Linked DNA regions of Mus musculus: all the other regions are linked to region 2. A link is a contact called in public HiChIP or PLAC-seq data. All regions are on one chromosome and are shown on one strand. The core of a region is the stretch at or near the end of the contact, and the rest is flanking DNA. Distances in the headings are between cores, read along the strand shown. Region 1 has its middle 13 kb from the start of Gm32767. Region 2 holds the start of Pycr2 (pyrroline-5-carboxylate reductase family, member 2). Region 3 overlaps Dnah14 (dynein, axonemal, heavy chain 14).

Region 1 (4,395 bases), core at 1,177-3,676, 650 kb after region 2:
AAAGAATTTTTTCCTCTTTCCAATTTGTTATAAAACACAGGAAAAAACTATTCTTTTGATAATCAAGGACCCATGGCAACTGATCAGCAGCCCAAGAGACCAAAGTTTTGAAGGGTAGTATTTTAAATGGCTAGAGTTTGGAAGCTGAGACTGAAGGAAGGGCAAAATATTCCAGAGAATTCCCTGTGACTTTTCCCTTGCGCTGTCTTGGTCCATTTTTCATGTTGTAAGAGATTACCCGAGACTGATGGGTTTATCGAGAGCATGGCTTCGTTTTGATTCATGATTCTGGAGGTCAGGAAGTCTAAGATCATAGCCCTGACAAGGGCCTAGCACTGTTTCAACGTGGCCAACAGTAGAGAGACAACTTGGTGTGTGTGAGGCAAGCCAGGCAGGAAGTGTTGTCACTTTGTAACAGCCAGCGCTCGAAAGAGCAAACCCACTCCCAAGAGAAAACATTTCTATCACTTATATCCCAAATGCCCTGATGACTCACGTGCTAAGCCTTGGTTATCAGCTGTGTGGCTGTTGGAGGCAGCTGAACCTTCAGGAGGTAGAGCCGAGGTTAGGTCACCAGGGCTGTGTCCCTGAAAGGAATATTGTGACCATAGTCCTGCCTCTTCAGTTCACTTCCTACTGCCCTGGGGAGAACAGTAAGCATGCTGCCTGTCCCTAGCATAATGTGTTATCCCACCCCAGACCCCAAAAGAATGGAATCAAGTGATCACAGACTAAGAACCCAAACTTTGCTGTTTAAGAATAAGTTGCTGTCACTCCAACGTGTTCTACACTATCGGGAAGCTGACCACCACAGGCATTAATCCCTCTTCCTTACTCTCAGCCTGGCTGGAACTTTGCCTCCCTGTGCTACCAAGATGCCAAGGAAATCTCAGCAGGGGATGTAGAGAAAAGAATCCACATTGAATCTTAGCTCCCTCTATCCCCTCTCAGCTCCTCACCTCTGCATGGCCACCCTGTCCAGCAACCCTGCATGCTTTTGCCATTGGGAAGTGGAGCTCTTTAGACAGCAGGGAGTAAACCCATGTGGTTCTTCTTAGAAGACAAACCCAAAGGAGTTGTGGATTTGATGAACAGGTTGCAAGGAAGGGAGATTCTGTGTGGATAACTGTAGAGGCCTCTCACTTTCTCCCTGCAAGGCTGGTGAGAAAGCTGGGTCTATCCACGGCCAGAGGATGGGTGGATCCAGTTTCTGGCTGCAAAGTTTCACAGCAAAGCCAAGGCTGTGGTTGCTGCTATGATGGAGCGACTTGGAGCCACAAGGGGTCAAAAGCACTTTTGAATCTGAGATGAAGTGTTTCCTGCCCCCCTTCTTTCCTCCCTTCTTCCCTTCTTTCCTCCCTCCCTTGTTCCCTCTCTTCCTTTCTTCCTTCCTTCCTTCCTTCCTTCCTTCCTTCCTTCCTTCCTTCCTTCCTTCCTTCCTTCCCTCCTCTCTTCCTTCTTTGCTTCCTTCTTTGCTTGCATGTTTTTATTTCCCTTTTGCCATTTCAGCCAGCAAGTTGCACTCTTTCTTATGCTAGCACAGAGAAAATGAGCTAGTAAAGTCCTTGCTGGCTGATGTCCCACTTGCTGTGCAGGGTAATAAGGACCTTCACTAGGGAGGCATCTTTGGGGAGTGGAGGACAAGGGATTGTCCTGTGGCCTCTGCAGCTTGACTTTATTTCCTGACTTGCTGTTGCCCCTCTCTAAAGTAGGTATTACTTCCTCCATCCTTAGTGCCTGGGAGTCAGGCTTAGGATATCCTGCAGTCACTGCTATTGGAGGTGAACCAGAGGGAGCCTAGCTTGCTTTTCCTCCTGGTTTTTGACAAGTTCTTTTATGGGATCAGTTCTTGTACTGCCATGGGAGAAAGGAGTTAAGTAATCAGGGAGGCCTTCTAGGTGACACCTAAAGCCAGAAACCTTAGTAACTTTATCTGTACATTAGAAACCTCCAACCCCCTGTCCCAGCCCTGTGCAGCTTAGAGGACATGGGAATTCAAGTCCCAGCAGGATACTGCTAGAACCAAGGGACTGAAACAGAAAGAGCAGGACAGCAGGAGCCTAAGAGCTGTGTAAGGAGGGGGAGGGAGAGTCACAGCCTACTTAGCTGCCAGGACAGCAAGGCAGAGACAGCCAGAGAACTGGACTGACAAATGAGGGCACTCCAGACTTTGGCAGATGGCAGCAAAACCACACCAGCTGCTTTTTTTCCCAGGGCTGCCCGGTCCATTTGCCAGCCATGTCATGTTTACTCTTAGGACATAAAGAGAGGTTCACTGGAAGAGGGTGACTTCAAGGCTTCTCACTGGTACTTGGAGAGCTCTGTCCAGTTGAGCAGCCTCGGCACATGTGCCACTACTGTGTTGCCCCTGGCAGAGCCGTCCCCTGACAGGCATCAGCATCCCCACTTATGCAAGTCAACCCTGGCTATGATGTAACTTTTTATGCCCTGTGACTCAGGGTGGAGGGACTCCTTGGTCCCTCAGACAGCTCAGTGATTCCTTAATCATTTCCTCCTTTTAAGTCCTTAGTCACTGCGGGAGATCTGGCTGATTTCTAAGTTTATCACTCCTTGCTCCCCGGAGAGCATTTAGTAATATGCTGCAGGGGACAGGAGCTCTCAAAGCCCGTGAAGAAAATGGGCTTTCAGACACCCCCACCCCCACCCAGAAGAAGAGCAGAGGGTGTGGTTTGAGGATGCCTGGCACCTGGGCCTCTGTGTCCCTGAACAGATGGCAGCTTACACTGCTGGCTGGAGAACTGGGAAAGTTCAGAGCTGCCTTCAGAAGGTCGACACCCACTCACCACCCTGATGAACACCCACGGATGTGACGGTCATATCTAAGAAGAGGAGGGTGCGGCTACAGACAGGGGTTTCTGTGACTCAACACAATCATCTCTCTTGGCTAAATCTCTAATATCTGCTCCCCGTTGAGGAACTTTGGGGTCCCAAAGAGGCATCCATTTACTTCTGCATTGGGGGTGGAGGACTTTACATGTTGGCTGAATTGTGTCTTTTAAATGACATCGCAAGCCAGGCATGGTAGCGTGTGCCTGTTATGGTTCCTAGCACTCAGAAAGCCAAGGCAAGAGGATAGACAGCTATGGGTCAGGATGGGCAACACAGGGAGACGATCTCAAAACAAAACAAAAATGCCTCGAGAAATTGATTTAATTCCTCCCTCTCTGTTTCCCTCCTTCTCTCTTTTTCCGTCCTCTCCCGTCCTCCTCTCCCCATTTGCAGGTTACTGAAATGTTACAGTAACCAATACGATCAACTTGATTTCTCCTCTCAACAGTACAGTTTCAGGTTTCGAGTTGAGAAGTTAGTTGAGTGTGGATGCGGCCCATTCCCTTTATAGCTATTGATCATAGTTCATTGCGGTTCCTTGTATGAGTATAGTATTTTTTGTTTTATGGACTTCACTTGCTGAACATTTAGATTTGTTTCTAGAGTTTTCCGCCAATACCATATAGTAATCCCTCTCCCTGCGTGGGCTCCCTGCGTGGGCTCCCTGCGTGGGCTCCCTGCGTGGGCTCCCTGTGTGGGGCTCCCTGCGTGGGCTCCCTGTGTGGGGCTCCCTGCGTGGGCTCCCTGTGTGGGGCTCCCTGCGTGGGCTCCCTGCAATGTTTGCAGTAAGAGGTTTATTGCTGAAATACAAGTTGAATAACGCTGTGCATGGCCACCTGACGCTCTGTGGCCAGTGAATTGCTTGTCGCACTTGAGCAAAAGGTTCCTGTGTGTTATATAAATATTTAATCCTAATCAAGGGTTTCTACCCCACCTTTGACCATTTAGTTCCCAGATAAAAGATATACACAACCTTTCTTTTTTCACACAACTTTCATATTTATAACAAGCCTTAATCAGCACAAGAGCTTGGCAGGTTTCTATCTTCTTTGCTATTATATCTATTTCCCAGCCAATAATCCCATACACAATTTGCTATGTTTCCTCTGGGCTGCTCTTAACTCCAATTAGCCAACCCAACCCACATGGCCATTATTTTAAGATTCTTATCCCATGACAGCTTTCTTCTCCATTCAACAACTTCTCTCTCTCTTTTGTGGTTCTGACCCCAAGTCGGGGACCCTAAGCCCCACCCATGTCTCTTCTGCCCAGCCATTGGCTCGCACCATCTTTATTCACCAATCAGAAAGAAGGTTACATAGTGGACTCTCTTGTCTCTGGGGCAACTAGGCCTCGCGGGTCAGCACTTACAATACATAGCATAAGACCAAATCTCAACCCTGTGTTATTGAGTGTTTTGGTTTCTGTTGAGGTTTTGGTACTCGGACATTAGGGCTATACTATGTCTCAGACAGTGGCTGCTCCTTTACCCTAGGAGATGAATGAGAGGATACAGCGAGCCAAACCAGTCTAGATTAGTCCAAC
Region 2 (4,558 bases), core at 1,866-4,365:
GCAGATTCCTTGTTAAGAGTAAGGGAAGAGTAGAGATTAAATACCCTTTTCTGGTCTGGTTTTGTTGGTGCCTTTTTTTTTTTTTTTTTTTTTTTTTTTTTGCTGGCGTCTACAGCCATTTCTAGTTCCTTAACACTAGGTGGCGCTCTGAACCTGTTTGCAAATTAATTCTGCTCTTGCTCTAGGAGCTGGTGCAGAGGCAAGGACCTTTTTGGTGGAAAAGCCAAACTTGTCAATCTTTCTTTGGTCTGTCTGAATTTCCTTAGTTGGTATGAACAAATATTTCTTTTACACCTCTACAGGAAAACCCACGAAACTCTATTTCCTTCTTAAGAGAAGGAAATAATTATAGGCAGCAAGCCAAACCCCATTAGAAGTGGAACTTTAAATTTTTCAATTTTGTATTTGTTTGTATAGTCTTTTGTTTTGTTTTGTTTTGTTTGAAATAGGGTCCTATATCTTTTATAGCCCTGGCTGTCATGGAACTCACTTTGTAGACCAGGCTGACCTCAAACTTAGAGATCTGTCTGCCTCTGCCTTCAGAGGACTGGGTCGAAAGGCTTGTGTCACTACTGTGGCCCAGCTTACTCCAGGCTACCCTTAGCCACACTACGTATCATTGGTTTGCATGAGGTGGTTACAAAAATCCAAAGATGAAAAAGTTTCATCAGTTTTGTCTTTAAAATTGGTTATCTTAGTCTGTCCTACATAGGAAATAATGTTGCCTAATCTTTTGTTGGTTTGTTTGAGACTTGGTCCCCAGGCAGGCTGTATAGACATGGGTGACCTTGAACTTGTGCCCCTAATAACCAGCCTCTCAAATGCTGGGATTGCACCATCTCATGGGTAATGCAGTGGAGGGGAAGGAGCCCCGTCCTTCATGCACGATACTGAATGAGTTATATTCCCAGCCTTCCAACAATAAACTGGAACTTTAATTCATTTTTTCTTTTTTTTCTAAAGATTTATTTATTTTATGTATATGAGTACCCTTTAACTGGTTGTGAGCCTTCATGTAGTTGCTGGGAATTGACTTTAGGACCTCTGCTTCCTCTGGTCAACCCCACCCACTCTGGTCTGCCCCGCTCGCTCTGATCAACCCTGCTCCCTCAGTCCCTGCTTGCTGTGGCCCACAGATTTATTTATTATTATAAATAAGTACACTGTAGCTGACTTTAGACACACCAGAAGAGGGTGTCAGATCTCATTATGGATGGTAGTGAGCCACCATGTGGTTGCTGAGATTTGAACTCAGGACCTTCGGAAGAGCAGTCAGTGCTCTTACCCACTGAGCCATCTCACCAGCCCATAATTTATTTTTTCGAGGCAGGGTTTCTTCTGTCATATATCCCAGACTGGCCTGGAACTCTCAAACATCCTGCCTCTGCCTCTAGACTCCAGCCATTGCAAGATCTGCACAACCTGTCCTGGCTTATCTCGCTGAAGTGTTCTAACAAAGACATCAAGATTTAAATCTATTCTCAGATGTCTTCAAAGGAAATAGAGAGCTATTCTCCAAAAACTGTCATATTGGTTCTCCTTCGATGGTGAGACTGAAGACGGTGAGCCCACGCCTGATATGTAAAAGGCCGGGGTTTCATCTGAAATACTGAAAAAGAAAGAGAGAGAGAGAGAGAGAGAGAGAGAGAGAGAGAGAGAGAGAGAGAGAAGAGAAAGAAAGGAAAAAAGAAAGAAAGGAAGGAAGAAAGAAGAAAGAAGAAAGAAAAAGAAAGACATAGCTTTCTACTGAACCTAATTTTTGGGTAATAGACATGGATTCCTGTGTAATACAGGGAGCTAAGGGAGGGTTGGCTGCTGCAGATTGGCCATCTGCCTAGCCTGGGACACCTCAGTACTCTGTCCCATTGTCTGGTTCTTCCTAATTCTCAGAAGGGGCAGGCGTGTTACTTAAGGATAAGACAAGGGTGAAGGCCCTGAGGCACTGATAAAAATGATGCTGGGGGCGGAGAACCCGGGGAGAGGGGAGGGAGGAGGCTGAACTGGTTTTCCTATTGGCTGGGAGGTCCGGAAGGGAAGGGCTGGACGGTAGGGTCAGGGTGGGGCACTCCTGGAGGGTGTGTCCCAAATGGCTGGGTGGGAAGGTAGCTATTCATCTACCTCACTGTAGCAGAATACAAGAAAGCAGATAGTATGTATGTAGTTTCCAATTCTAGGAAGACTGGTAGGAAGGTCCATTGAGTTCAGGAACTTAAGTCTAGCCTGGGCAACAAAGCAAGAGATTCTGGCCAGAAAAAAAAAATCGTTCCACTTTAACTGTTTGGTTCGTCCATTAATGGAATAAATACACGTTAGAATCTTGTGTAAAATAACGTTTCGGTGGCGTTGGGAAACTGCTTATGATTGGTATACTATAGAAATGTATGTACTACACGCCTATAATCCCATCCCTCAAGAGGATGAGGCAGGAAGGTCACTAGTTCAAGAACAGCCTGGGCTACATAGTGAAACACTTTCCAAAAGTCAAACCCAACTTGTGGCTGTTCCTGAGCCCTCTGGTGCGTCTGGACATGTTTCGAGAAATCTTTCTGGGAATAAACAATACAATTCTAATGGAAGAGAGGAGATGTCACTGGTGATTCGGGACAGCTCCTGAAAAGCTTCGATGCTGGGTCTCTTTGTATACTCTAAAACCACAAGGTGGGGTGGACAAACAAGCAGTCATTTCTCACTGTCTCAGCTGTTTCTCCAGGTCGCCCTGTTCCGGGTAGCAAGAGAAGTCATGCTTGGCCAACAGGCCGTGCAAGCAGTGCTTTAAGGAAATCACTAAATAAATCAACAAATCATGATCTAGTAATTCGTCTTTTCTACCTAGTTCTACTTCGGAAGGAGCATGCCGAAGCTGGCTAGCTGTAGCCTGGTGTCCATGAGGGGTACATCTCTAATAGGCGTTTTGGAGATCTCACTCCTGAACCAGAGTTAGAAACCAACTCTTCTAACCAGGAATTACCAGTGTCCCAGGCAGGGCCAAGCAGACCCGCACCAGCGGAGCTAACAGGTTCCACCCGCTGCGCGATCAGGAGGCGGGCGCACGGCCTGACGGCGATGCCGATTGGTCCGCCCCAGACCCGAGCCTCGGATTGGTTGCCTTGGACACGTGGCCAACCGGAGGCTGCGTATTTGGCGGTGGATGCTCTGGGATACTTGGGGCCTCTCTAGCAGTTCATCTGGTGCATCCCGGTTTGAAAGCTGTTCCGAGCAATTCGGGTCCATCTTTTTCCACGCGCGGACACTGACCCCGGGATCCCCAGAGTCCCCGGATCGGCGCTCGCCGGGATCCTGCGGCCATGAGCGTGGGTTTCATCGGCGCAGGCCAGCTGGCCTGTGCTCTGGCGCGGGGCTTCACGGCCGCGGGTGAGCGCGTGGTCAGCCTTCCCTCTCACCAGAGTGAACGAGTGAGTGAGTGGGTGGGTGGGCGATGAGTGAATGTGAATGGATGGTAGATTTGCATCCATCTGCTGGGAGCATAGCGTCGGAGGCCGGCACTGCTAGAGCTGCTGTTGGCTTCCATTGATGGACTGCATGATTGGGCCATGATCTACAGTTGAAAAACTTTGTTTTCTGTAGGCGTCCTGTCGGCTCACAAGATAATAGCCAGCTCCCCGGATATGGACCTGCCCACGGTGTCTGCGCTCAGGGTAGGCTAGGAGGGATGGAGGGAAGTGGGCAAGAGGAAGAGGCCCAGGAAAAGCGTGTCCGGAGATGCCCTGAGTCTGGCAGGCTCCGACTCTCCTTTAGGGAAGTCATCATTGTAAGCCCTGCACCTTCTCTGAGGCAGCCTTGTGTGGTGGGAGCTCCCAGGCAAAGTTAGTGTCGGATCCTACTGGGGTGAAAGTAGGCATATAAGAAAGGTTCTTTTTGGGCTGGTGAGATGGCTCAGCGGGTAAGAGCACAGACTGTTCTTCCGAAGGTCCTGAGTTCAATCCAGCAACCATATGGTGGCTCACAGCCATCCCTTAACAAAATCTGATGCCCTTTTCTGGAGTGTCTGAAGACAGCTACAGTGTACTTACATATAATAAATAAATAATTCTTTAAAAAAAAAGGTTCTTTTTGTTAGTCTGCTTTGAATTTCACTGCATAGCCCGTGTTGGCTTCTAAGTCTGGAAAATTCTGCTTACCGATGTTGTAAATGACAGCGTTGCTAGGGGACTTGGTGAGTTACGTAGTTTCTTTATTCAATAAAGCTTAATGTCCCAAGTCTTCTAACATCTGGCCAATGTGGGACAGGTGAGCAGATGAAGCACTGTGGATACTGTTTGTGCCTAGTATAGGCTTATGTCCCCAACGCTGTAGGACCCCAGCTATGCACCTCAGAGCCCTAGAGGGGGCCCCGTGGAGACTTGTTACTCCGGTAAACAGCTGTGAGGTTGGGAGTGGGCTTTGCAGCTCTGCTTCCAGACTCTGGGTGCTCAGCTCTTTCCATCAGTTCTCTCTCACCTGGCAGAGAGGTTCGAGATTGCTGGGGTTGAGGGGACAGCCACTTTCCTGGCCATGGTGGAGCAGCTTACCATTTTGTACCTATTTGTCCGGTGGCAGG
Region 3 (4,510 bases), core at 1,019-3,518, 720 kb after region 2:
TTGTATCTCTGTGCTCTAGATGGAACAACACTCTCCACACAGAGGACAGGATTCTCTGGCTCTGTTTTCAGCACGGTGCCTCCTACCCCACCTATTATCTGTGATAGTTTCTTCTGTTTATAATGTTAAATGCAAACCTTTGTGCATGCTTATAAATGCCCCCATCGATACAGAATAGTGTCTGCTCATTAAGTCACTCAGCGTCAGCTTTTAACATGTTATGGCTGATTTTTAAAGTGTTGCTTCTGAGAGGCATCTGAAAATCCTAACTGTTCAATGTCCTGTTCCAGCCACAATCATCCCTTTGCACCAAGATCCTCGCCTGTCTATCCTTGTTGATTTGGTTTCAGTTCCGGATTTATCTAATGAGACAAAAACAAAAAGTGTAGTCAAATATAAGAAGCAGACCCGATGGCCAGATTTCTATATCCTCTTTGACACAGACACTGACTACCAGAACAAAGTAAGTTTCGAGATCAGACATCTTGGAAGTGGTTGGTAAGGAAGCAGAACCCTAGTGCAATTATTACATGAACGTGATGTATGGAAACCTTCAGAGCATCCTAGCATCATTCCAGTTTGTCTCCCCTGTGGTCTCTGGGCTCCACTTACCACGGTTTTTCATGTTTCCACTGTGGAAAGGAGTTTTTTTCCCTGCGGTTCTTTCATGACTTTGGTTTGCCAAGATGTTGGTTTTCCATTTTCCAGCCCTTCCCTAACCACTTAAATGCATTTTTTTTTGTCCAAATTCACAGTAGAATATAACTATCTCAGCTTGTGTCCGAACTCTGTCCTAACCAGATAAACTATGTCTTAGGAACTAAGTGAAATCAGAAATACACAGGCCCAGCCTGCTCTGGGACTGTGTGAGGAGAAAGTCGGACGACAGGCAGTGAGCTAGATGGTTGGTCTCTCTAGGACATAGTTCAAAATAATACCTTGATTACAAATTAAATATCTGAGTAACCTTTGCATGAAAGTCATGTTATCTATTTTTCTTAGTCTTGTTTCCAACATATGGCAATATTTAATTCCAGTTCTAAACAGAATGAATTGTACAAAGACCATCATTTGACAGTAACCATCAGCTTGCCCAACAATGCAGATAAAAGCTTTTAGTAAGGCTTCTATTTCCAGGTGGAACATGCTAACCATCTTGACGTTTTCATTCACAGATTGTGACTCTGCTGACTATTATTGGTAATTCAGTGGGCTTGGTTAGCGACTACAGCTGCAGGTTTCTGAAATATTGTTACATAGTAGAAAAGGCCAAAGTCATGACTACAAAACTGCCATTCATGACGAACTTGACATCCATCGAGTTTAAAAGAATAATACATAAATTCAGAAGCTACCTAAAGCAAATCGTGACCATGACTATTGAGATACGTATTGGAATTTTTTATGTGAATAGTCTGGATTATCAATTAGCATGCTTACCATATGTTGATGGCATCATACAAATGAGCTACAACCTGTTACAATGTACCATTGAGGAAAAAAGTGCAAATCTATTAGAAGTAAGTCTTTATTTTTTTCCTCTTTTTTGTTGAATTAATTATTAATGAATCCCAGCTTGAAGGGGGGGGGGTCACTTCCCACCTCAAACATTTATGTTCCCAAGTGAGACACACATACACAGCCTTTATATTTTTATATGCCTTAAGCAGCACAATAGCTGGCCTCCACGCTGCGAGAACCTGCCCCAACCTGCAGGACTTGTTTAAACAACAGGATTCTCGAGGGAAGGGAGCTACAACAACAAATTTTGGGATTAGAAGACACAAAAGAAGGATGCAAGACAAAAATTCTGTTCAAGCCTCGTTTACTCAGGGGAGATGGGGGGCTTTTTAAAGCTGAAAACCGCAAACAGAATTTGCTCAGGTACACAGGCCAAACCACAGTGCTAGGTAACACACTAAGGTCAAAGGAATGTCCCCATTGTAAAAGGTCCAGAAAGGAGTGCCCTCATTGTAAAGGGAAAGGAATGCCCCACATTGTAAATGTCCTGAGTCAATTACAAAACGGAAGCAAGATAGTGGAAGAAGCAAAAGAGTGTTAGATAATGGCCCTGGAACAAGATTCCAGAGGCTTCTGGGGCCCCAACAAGAACCTACCTCTGCCAGTAATTCCTAGTTACCACTTATTAATTCTTATGTTCCATCTTGGTTACTCTTCACTCCAATTAGACATCTGGGTGCTCTCCTTGCTTCTCTACCCCATGGCAGACTCTGTCTCTCCTCCCTCCACACTCTCCTAAGCCATCTCCCCTTCCTCTCCTCCCGTCCCAAGCCCAGGAAACGCCAAGCTCTCGCCTCTGTCTGTCCTCCCCAGCTCTCAGCTGCTGCTTTCTTTATTTACCAGTCAGAGCTAACTGAGGGCAGGTTCCCAGAAGCTATGTGCAGACCCTATCGTGCAAACAGTTTTTTGGGGGAGCATAGTTAGCATTCATAATACAAGCAGGTACACCTTTTCATAAGAAAATTTCAGATTAGATTATAACTTGATGATATACAATCAAAAATACATATAAGTATTATACTCAGAAAATCCCAAAGTACTGTGATTACATTTGTTTTTGTGTTTAGTCTTTATCTGTGTATAAGTGCATTTCTGTATGTGAATGTGACACATACATTTGCCATAACATGTGGAGGTCAAAAGGCAAACTTCAGGAGTTGTTTGACACAGTGTCTCTTGTTTGTATCACATAAACCAGATTAGAGGCCCTTGGGCTTCCAGAAATTCTTCTCCACTTGATTTGGCCGTAGGACTCCTGGGATTATAGACATGCATGCTCTTGTGTAGTTTATGGAGATGCAAACTTTGGTCCTCACACTTGCAAGTACTTTACCCAACTCAGTCCCTCCTCAGCACTTACATGTGTGTTTTATTAAATATCACTTCCTTTAGAACTTTCTGTAACTACGTGGAAGACTGCGCCCCATGTCACTGCCCATCTCTTTTTTTTTTTTTTTTTTTTTTTTTTTTTGGCTTTATAACGCACATCATTGTCTGACATCATTGTTCCCCATAGACTCACTAGGCTATGGCTTGTCTGCTTTGTAGAACAAATATGGATCCCAGTATCCTAGCTGTTGCCTGTACCAGCATCCTCCCATAGTACCCAAGACAGGTTTCAAGACCAGAGTTTATGATAACAGCTATCATTTTTTTTTCTTTATCCAGCCAGACTTCCAATACTTCTTAAACCCAAAGTTACAAGCTGCCCATCGACTGTGCCTCTGCAGTATAACTGTGAGAGGATAGCAGCATTCTCACACATACCAAGTCTAATGTTGCATCAAACCTTATCCAAAGTAGCGAACAGAGCTTGAGTGGGCCAGGAATAATTTTCAAGAAAGATGTTAATTGCAAAAGGAGAAGCGCCAGTGGCGTGGAAGCGGAGTTGACAGGCAGGATATTGCAGGCAGGAGTTAATGTAGCTAGATTCAGTTGCACATGACTCCCACGTGCAACAGCAACAGCAACAGAGCTGTCGCCTACACAAGTTAGAACTAATTTCTCTTGTGGGAAGTAGTAGTGCCCACATAGTGACTTGTAGCAGGGACGGTAGGGAGGGCCACCTATATATAAACACCGGGGGCCACGTAGCCACAAAAAAACATCTACAGGAGTACCTAATTTAGGACTGCCTGAGAGACCAAGGATTGGTGGTGCCAGCCAATGCCAGCCAATCAGGAACTGCTGTTTAGAAGAGATGCTTTCTTGGGATGAATGGGGCACTGGTGGAGGGTATTAAAGGAGCTTGCAGCAGTGCTCAGATGAGCTTGCTGTGACATTTCCCACCTGCTCCCAGAGTCTGTGTTGTTGACTCTGTGCTACCTCACCTCCAACCCCCAAGGGCAAGTAGGGCCCAGCAGCAAGTAGTCCAGGGCACAGGCAACAGTCGCTGGGAATACTGGCTGCTTTGAGCTCACAGTGTGCCTTTCCCTAAGCATCTCTAATGTCACATCCTGTTAGACAGCAGGGCAGAAGAAGGCAACATGCCCATTATGGGGCTAGGAAGCTAGGCAATGCAATGCATCAATAGAGTTATCTTTTAAGAGCCTCCTCTTACCATCTCTTAAAGTTATATTCATTCATTTTCCCCCAAATAATGTTTTTATTAATTCCTTGAGAATTTCATACAATTAATTTGATACTTTTCACCCCCTTCCCCAAGTTCTCCCAGATATCCACCCCACATCCCTACTCCACAAATTTATATTTTCTCCTCCCCTCCCTCTTAAATCCGTCAAGGTCCAGTCTGCTTTGCCCAGCAACTCTTGGGAATTAGAGCCTACTCTGGATGGAACCATTAAAGAAAACCGACTTTCCCTCTTCCAAAAGCTAACAAATACTGGTAGCTCCCTAGCTAGGGGTGGGACTTCCTGCCTGCCTACCTCCCCTCTCCATGCTGAGGTGTCCTTAGGCTTGGCCTTGTACAGGCCTGTGCACTCTGTTACAGCCCCTGGGGGATGTAGATGCACCTGCCCTGTTGTGTCCA

The links. HiChIP or PLAC-seq counts read pairs in DNA pulled down with a chosen protein or histone mark.
Region 1: a FOXA1 HiChIP or PLAC-seq map of pancreatic cancer cells shows a contact between it and region 2. The contact joins the enhancer-like site here to the promoter of Pycr2 in region 2. A contact is called at or near these places in 3 of 39 promoter capture datasets (embryonic stem cells, neural stem cells and pre-B cells), 3 of 484 Hi-C or Micro-C datasets (the G1E-ER4 cell line, the P5424 cell line and erythroblasts), 1 of 115 datasets of contacts at active chromatin or transcription factors (pancreatic cancer cells) and 2 of 9 other capture datasets (embryonic stem cells and liver).
Region 3: an H3K27ac HiChIP or PLAC-seq map of trophoblast stem cells shows a contact between it and region 2, with 10 times the contacts expected there. The contact joins the enhancer-like site here to the promoter of Pycr2 in region 2. A contact is called at or near these places in 2 of 39 promoter capture datasets (3T3-L1-derived adipocytes and embryonic stem cells), 3 of 115 datasets of contacts at active chromatin or transcription factors (large pre-B cells, pancreatic cancer cells and trophoblast stem cells) and 1 of 9 other capture datasets (embryonic stem cells).

What each region holds. Positions count from the first base shown.
Region 1 is chr1:181,550,520-181,554,914 of GRCm38.p6, forward strand. No RefSeq gene overlaps it. Among named protein-coding and RNA genes, the nearest start is that of Gm32767, 13 kb to the left of the region's middle. Within about 2 kb of position 2,427, at least 113 of the 459 cell types and tissues checked have an H3K27ac peak or open chromatin away from gene starts, as enhancers often do. A contact at or near this core is called in the G1E-ER4 cell line, neural stem cells and pancreatic cancer cells, where this site is marked.
Region 2 is chr1:180,901,159-180,905,716 of GRCm38.p6, forward strand. Pycr2 (pyrroline-5-carboxylate reductase family, member 2) reads left to right here and starts at 3,116. Exons shown (of 7, transcript NM_133705.2): 1 at 3,116-3,372; 2 at 3,586-3,656. The coding sequence starts at 3,306.
Region 3 is chr1:181,621,518-181,626,027 of GRCm38.p6, forward strand. It overlaps Dnah14 (dynein, axonemal, heavy chain 14), which reads left to right. Exons shown (of 87, transcript NM_001377039.1): 17 at 291-463; 18 at 1,176-1,520. Gm33612 (a long non-coding RNA gene) reads right to left here. Exons shown (of 3, transcript XR_373757.4): 3 at 1-362. Among named protein-coding and RNA genes, the nearest start is that of Gm33612, 3.5 kb to the right of the region's middle. Within about 2 kb of position 2,269, at least 36 of the 459 cell types and tissues checked have an H3K27ac peak or open chromatin away from gene starts, as enhancers often do. A contact at or near this core is called in embryonic stem cells, pancreatic cancer cells and trophoblast stem cells, where this site is marked.